Regions from separate parts of the Siniperca chuatsi genome. Here region 2 is linked to region 1. A link is a contact called in public Hi-C data. All regions are on one chromosome and are shown on one strand. Each heading gives the region's core, a stretch centred on a gene start, on an enhancer-like site or on the middle of the called end of the contact. The rest is flanking DNA. Distances are from core to core; before and after follow the strand shown. Region 1 holds the start of ssbp4 (single-stranded DNA-binding protein 4). Region 2 overlaps ssbp4 (single-stranded DNA-binding protein 4).

Evidence for each region. A called contact is a pair of places that touch in the nucleus more often than the background predicts.
Region 2: a contact with region 1 is called in a Hi-C map of skeletal muscle, with 7 times the contacts expected there. The contact joins the enhancer-like site here to the promoter of ssbp4 in region 1. A contact is called at or near these places in 2 of 3 Hi-C or Micro-C datasets (skeletal muscle and an unstated tissue).

What each region holds. Positions count from the first base shown.
Region 1 is chrLG6:19,970,011-19,973,572 of ASM2008510v1, reverse strand. ssbp4 (single-stranded DNA-binding protein 4) reads right to left here and starts at 1,583. Exons shown (of 16, transcript XM_044199291.1): 1 at 1,419-1,583. The coding sequence starts at 1,474.
Region 2 is chrLG6:20,044,976-20,048,102 of ASM2008510v1, reverse strand. The region is part of intron 4 of ssbp4 (single-stranded DNA-binding protein 4); the gene reads right to left. Among protein-coding and RNA genes, the nearest start is that of fkbp8, 17 kb to the left of the region's middle. Within about 2 kb of position 1,577, the one cell type or tissue checked has an H3K27ac peak away from gene starts, as active enhancers do.

The sequences.
Region 1 (3,562 bases), core at 334-2,833:
CAATAATCTGATGTGAATTCAGAGTGAAATTAAACGCTTGTGGCATTAGAAGTAGTAGTATTCGAGGAAGCTTACACTAAGCACATAAGCAAGCCACATCTCTAGAAAGCTTAATCAATTGAATATGACACGCCAATGCATCAAACAAATACAAGAGAGTCTCTAAAGAAATTTAGTTTCTATTACAGATGTATGAGGTGCTGTGTAGCAGCACAGCCTCTCAGGACTTGACAGTGTTTTTAGATTACAATAGCATCTCAGCAGGGATCCCTACTCACTCCTCTAACCTCAGACTGTTTAGTGCTTAAATATAGCTAATGGAGATAAAAGACTGCACTGATCTAAAGTGCTAGGATGCAAAGAAGGTCCAAATATTTGAATGGCCCCATACACAAATATTCCAGCAGCATCGAAATGGAGAGCAGGCATGAGGAGCAGTGCAGCCTTCAGTCGTTCAAAAGTTACACTGGCTTTTTATCTTTTATTCAAAAGCACTAATGCATGCATTGACAAATGTGCTTTATGTGAAGGAAAGAAAATTAAACACAAAATCTAGCAAAAAGCATGCTGGAATTGCAACGTATTTAAAAACACACAACAGTGATTTGTGTGTGTGTGTGTGTGTGTGCAACATTTCCAGACAGAATAAGCAAGAATTACACGCGACCCCACATTCATCAACTGGTCTTGTGATTAAAAAAAAAAAAAAAAAAAAAAGTCTGCTTCTGTAAATATAACAGCTTCATGTTCGTGGCAGCATGACTCTCCTTCGTGTGAGTGGATGCTAAAAAGTTGACTGCTGAATGGGACAAAACTTTTCCCTTCATCGCCAGGGTTTGCTCGCGCCCGGCTTTACGCCTCAAAAACACAGTAAATAGCCTGAGCAAGCTTCTATTTCTTAAAACACAAAACAGTTCAACCATCCAGCAGCTTAACCTCCTGAAGTTTATAAGAGACGACGGAGCAGCCTGTCCGCACAGGGACGAGCACGTACACCCCTACAGAAACATGTTTCAGCCGAAATGAAATGAAAATGCGCTTCTTCTGCTCTCAGGGCTGCAGAAGCGTGCTGGGTACTGTATCATAACATAAAATTACAATTTCAATTATTGTTGCTCTCCAAAAGGTTGCGCCAAGTTACAGAAGAAGTGTGAAGAAACGCACAATATTAGTGAATATCCTGTGCAAAAACTCTAAAGTGCAAACAAGAGGTACATTTAAAAAAAAAAAAAAGTTTAAGAGACGCACCTCTAAGGTGGTCGGATGGGAGGGGGAACAGCACGCAGGAGCGCACTTTAGTACAGTACACTCCTTTTAAATTACAGTACCTAGTTTAGAAAGTTGGACTCCCCTCCGCTGCCCCCCTCGCCTGCACGATAAGCAGGTAAACTCTTACATATAGCGCATAATTCACTTACTTTTCTCTCGCTTGGCTATCGGAAGGGACGACAGCTCCTTTACCTTTGGCGTACATGCTGGATTCTGTTTAAAGACTTTTGCCCCACTCAACACCTGTCAAAGAAAGCAGCCAGGAAAACGCTCCATCTCCATAGCTACCCCTTTAGTGTTTTTCCTCCCCCCTTCTCCTCCCCCTCCCCCTCCTCCCTCCTCTCTCTCTCTCCTCTCCCTCCCTCTCTTTCTCTTCTATTTTTTTTTTTTACATCTCCAACATTGGCCACAAATCAGGCACAGTTTCTATTGGGGGGACTTGAAACCGTCCTCTGTTGGATTTTTTTTTTTCCCTCCTCAGCCGCTGTTCCGCAGGCCTGCTCCTCCTCCCTCCGCTGTGCAAACGGTGGGGGCTCCTTAAAGGGAAACACACACTTCTTGTTTACTGACCTCAGAAACATGAGGAGAGAAAGGGGGGAAGATGGAGAAAGGCATGCCGGGTACAGGCTCTGCACTTAGACTATAGCCAGCTCCTTTTGGGAAGCTGGCTATAGTCGTTATGTTATTTTTCCCTAAAAAGACATTCCAGGACTTTGACTCCAATTTGATTTGGGACTTTGACTCACACCAATGAGGACACTACTCTCACACTTAGGGAAGGTATTATTCCCCATACTTTGTTACATTGTGGTCTTGATGTAACAAGTAATGTTTTGTCATGATCAGAAAATAATTACTGGACCTTATGAGCTTATTATATGTTTCAATGAACAAAATGTAATTTTTTAGTATCGTATGGCCGCAGGAAATACTCTAATTCAGTGGCAGGTGGTGTCACAAAAGGTGTTTTCAGACTGAACGTAAAGCACATTTTTTGCCCCGTGTTATTCACAAACGTGAATTTGACCTCTGGAGTCTATTTATTTCAGTTCAGTATCCCAGGAGTTACGTTAGGACAGTTCTGCACCTCAAGATTTACATCCAGTGGCAACATTCAGTGCCAATGCAGGAAGCAGTGTGCCCCTATAGCGAGGCTGAAAGTAAAGGTGTGGAGGCCAGGGTGGTGGATGGGTGTTTACGTCTGACACCGATCTGCAATTAACATTCGCTGTTTTTGTTAACCATAATCCAGCCACAACCAAGCAGTTACTTAACCTAAATGAAACTTAAATTCAGCCATACGTCGACCATAGTTTATTTTCCATTACCACGATCTTTCCTTTACCTTAAGAATAGTAGTTGCCATACAAAGTAGTAGGCTAATAATATATAATCTTAAAAACATTGGCATTAATCTGGGGTTTTACAAAATCATACAATATCAACGTTCTTGTCTAGCAATTTTTTTTTTATATTCGCCTGAAGCAGCCAATGTGCCAACTGTACACACGTTAGCTGTAGCTAGCTAGAAACCTACAAGTGTTCGTGTGCTGTCTTTGAATGACAGCTCATCCTCGGACTGATCTCAAAACTTACCAAGAACTCTGGTTCTTTTTGTTATTTTCTTCCAGCCCTCTCTCTTTTTCGTCTTATCTCCTCATGAATTGGAGTGATAAAGCCATTAGCGAACACATTTTTTTACTAACATTTTCAACTTGCGTACACGTGTCATCACCTTAATTAGCACTGCCCGGACCGTATATGTGTCTCTTTGTGTTGAATTGCACTTTTGAATTGACTTTATGCAATCACTTTGCAATAATACATCCCAAGGTGTCTTGATATAGAATATAACAGACCAGGTGGAAGGAAACCCACTTGTTCATATTGTGGCAGTTTCATTGCAGCATGGTTTCCATTACGGTGTTCTTTGCCTCCACCTCATCCATTATTTTAAAATATCAGGACAGCTTGTGTATTTATGCTTCATATTTAGTTTCTCATACACCAGGACACCCACACATTTTCCCAACATCTCGTGTGTTTGGGACCCTTTTACAACAAACCTAATGACTCATGATAGCCCTACATCGAGCCCCTTCCACAGGTCATATGGGGTTGTAAGTGTCAGGTGGTTTTCTCCTCAGTGGTCAGTCAGTTATCAGTGGTCCCTTCAAAACTCTTCATCAAGCTACCCATTTTACACACGTGGCGCAGATCTTGATGTGGGTCATCTATACAGGTCATTGGATGCAGGAAAACATTTAATCACCAACTCTTGACCCATGCTTAA
Region 2 (3,127 bases), core at 328-2,827, 75 kb before region 1:
AACCCAACAAAGGCACAAGTGTTGAGCTCAGCAGCAACAGGGCTCTCGAGACAGGTGCTTCCTATCCTTTTGAGACATGGCAGTTGACTTTACTTGCCGCATTGATTCTATTCATCTCATTATCATGAGACCGGCTCATCTGAGAAGCAGATAAATCTTCAATAAAGCCACTTATTAACCAGCAGCACAACATGCAGCCGGTCAATAATCTATTCAACAATCTGGAAATGTTTATTTAGTTGTACATACAGTGTACTCCGGATGTGTTGGCACAGTTATGGTGTTTGTACCGGTGCCACTGTGGTTGTTCTGCCACTCTGTGTGTGTATGTTTTGGGTGGTTAACGCCAGCTGTACTGGCTCGCTCTGTCTCTCAGCAGGTTCACACTGGGGCTAATGCAGCGCTAGCTCTGTCTGACCTAAGAGGTTATTGTTGTTGACGTGCCAGTCTGAGTGTGTGTGTGTGTGTGTGTGTGTGTGTGTGTGTGTGTATGTCTAACAAGACACCCCTGTGGGGTCTGGCTGCACTGATGCAGCTGCAGCAGTCTGCTTCTCCTCTACACACAATCACACACACACACACAAGCTAGTTTTAGCCACTTTGGAGGACACTGCACTGACTTACATTCATTTCCTGGAGCCTTACCCGAACCATAACCATAGCCACTACATGTCTAACCCCAACCCTTACCGTAGCCTTAACCTAATCCTAAACCTACTTTAACCAAAAATCAAGTCTTGACCCAAAAATATAATAGTTTATCTTGTGGGGACCAGCTTTTTGTGCCCAAATGGTAGTTGAATTCCCATAATGTGGCTCTGTGAACACATTTTTGTCCCTGCAATGTAAGTAATACACAATTTCATTCACACACACGCGTGCACACACACAAACACACACACAGACTCTGTGCCTCTGTTGTTCCTCTCTATAATGTGCCATAATGGAGCATAGCTCCTCTGGCTGGGCCTCCCTGGGCCTTCCTGCTATTACATCTGAATGGGCCAGCATATGGCCTTTATGGCTGTACTGTTCTCTCTAAAGGTCCCTGCAGAGAGAGGGAGAGAGAGAGAACATTTCAACTGTCACAGAGGTGTACACAGGACGAGTTTGAAAAGTAGCTTGGTTGGAGTGTGTGCGAGTGAGTGTGTTTGTGTGGTGTTGTTTGTGTATATGTGTAGGAGAGGGGAAGAAGGAGGGGGACACAGGGAGCGTTAAATGAAGCAATTAATAAAATCATTTTCTACCCGGCTAAGGAGATAACAGCTTGGCACAGTACCACAAACCCATCAACACAACCCCCTCGCCTCCCCACCACTCATTTCAGCTTAAGGAAGACCCACACTGCTGCCCCTGATGGACCACTAACAGAGAGAGGGAGAGAGGGAGAGTGAAAAAGAGATGGAAGAGTACCAGTCATCTGAGTTTTCTTTTCAAGTTTACAGCTGCTAACACTAGAGGGCAGTGTGTAACTGCCGTCAAACTACTGACACACACACACACACACACACACACACACACACACACACACACACACAAACAGAGAGCGAGAACACAAAGCAGCCTGCATCACTGAACACAACAAACAAAGCCAGGAGGAACAGCACCACACACACCACACACACACACACACACACACACACACACACACACACACTGAGTGCACACTCATTGTCATTCCTTGCTAACATTCCAGTGAGAGCGGCAGTGGCAGCAGTAGGTCTCCTGCTAGCTCATGCTATATAGCATGGCAACACGTCAGCTCAGAGATGGGAACACGCTATATCGGGTGTTTTCTCCCAGAGGACGGCCGTGAAACACTGACAGCCATTTAAACATGTTAGGATGGCATCAAATAATTTATATACGTATGTGATCCCCTCCTTAGCTGAGAGGAATGTTCAGAGCTTACAGCTGAAGTTTCACCAACACACAGGAAATGTGTGTGTGTGTGTGTGTGTGTGTGTGTGTGTGTGTGTGTGTGTTTGTGTGTTTAGAGGGAGTTCTCACGTCTGTCTCTAAACAGATAAAACATACCGTATCGGAAACGTGCTGCTGATAGGAAAGAAGCATGCACAGTAGGAGACAAAGGCTACATTGAAATCACTGTTTAACTGTAGTGACTGTTATCAACGTGTTTGAACTAAGTCTAACAGAAGCTACAGGCAGACAATGGACAGAGAAAACGTTTGCTGAGAACTGCCTCTCATTTTCAAGTGTCATTCCAAGGAGAACTGTTAGGTATCATTTTTGTCGCTGTCCTCTCAAGGATAAGCATTGACGATAAGAGACGGTTCCTCTCCTCAATGGGTTTAGTTCAGGCAGAAGTGAAAAGTTTTACCTGCACACTCTCATCTGGGTCCTTTCGCATCTGTCTTTTTGAATCTTCTATTCACAGCGCTATTTCAGATATGGTAGAAAAAGAGATTAAAATGTTTCACAGAGCTTTTTATATACAATCTGTTGGCGGCTTTTGTCAAAGAAGTCGAACGCTTTGTTAGATTTACACAGTTTGGCCAAGAAAAGCCACCTTGTAACTATCTTTCTGTCCTTCAGTCATCCAGCATCTAAACCAACAGTCTACATCCTCCACTGAGGGACTAACACTGACCCAGACCAAACACTGAGATTTGACATTTGAACCTTACCAGATAATAAACCTACCTGAGCCACCCTTCTCCAACCATCTGTGCATGACTTTCAGTCTCCCATTCATGTTTTAAAGCCACCTAGTTTACCTGCACCTTTTTTTAATCTCTCTTTATAATACAACTGACCAGAATGAACCCTGAGATCAGTCTTACCTTTGATAAATAAATTAGCGAGAGCAGATGTCTCCCTAATTCACCATGTGCGTGTCATGTGTCAGCTTTGAACAGATTCTTAAATTTGTCTTTGATACCTGGGTTTCTTGTTCTTAAATGTGTAATCAAACCTAATCCTCTTGTTGTGCTTTTTGGTGTTGTCCCTGAAGAGCTGCAATTACCTGCAGTAAAACACTGCCCTTGACTTTGGATCCCTTTTTTGGCAATAGGAGCCATTCCAGTTTAGTAGAAAGAGGCTGCCCCACCCTAAACTGGTTTACAGACTTAATGGAGCGCATTAAGTTTTCGAGTACCTGACATGC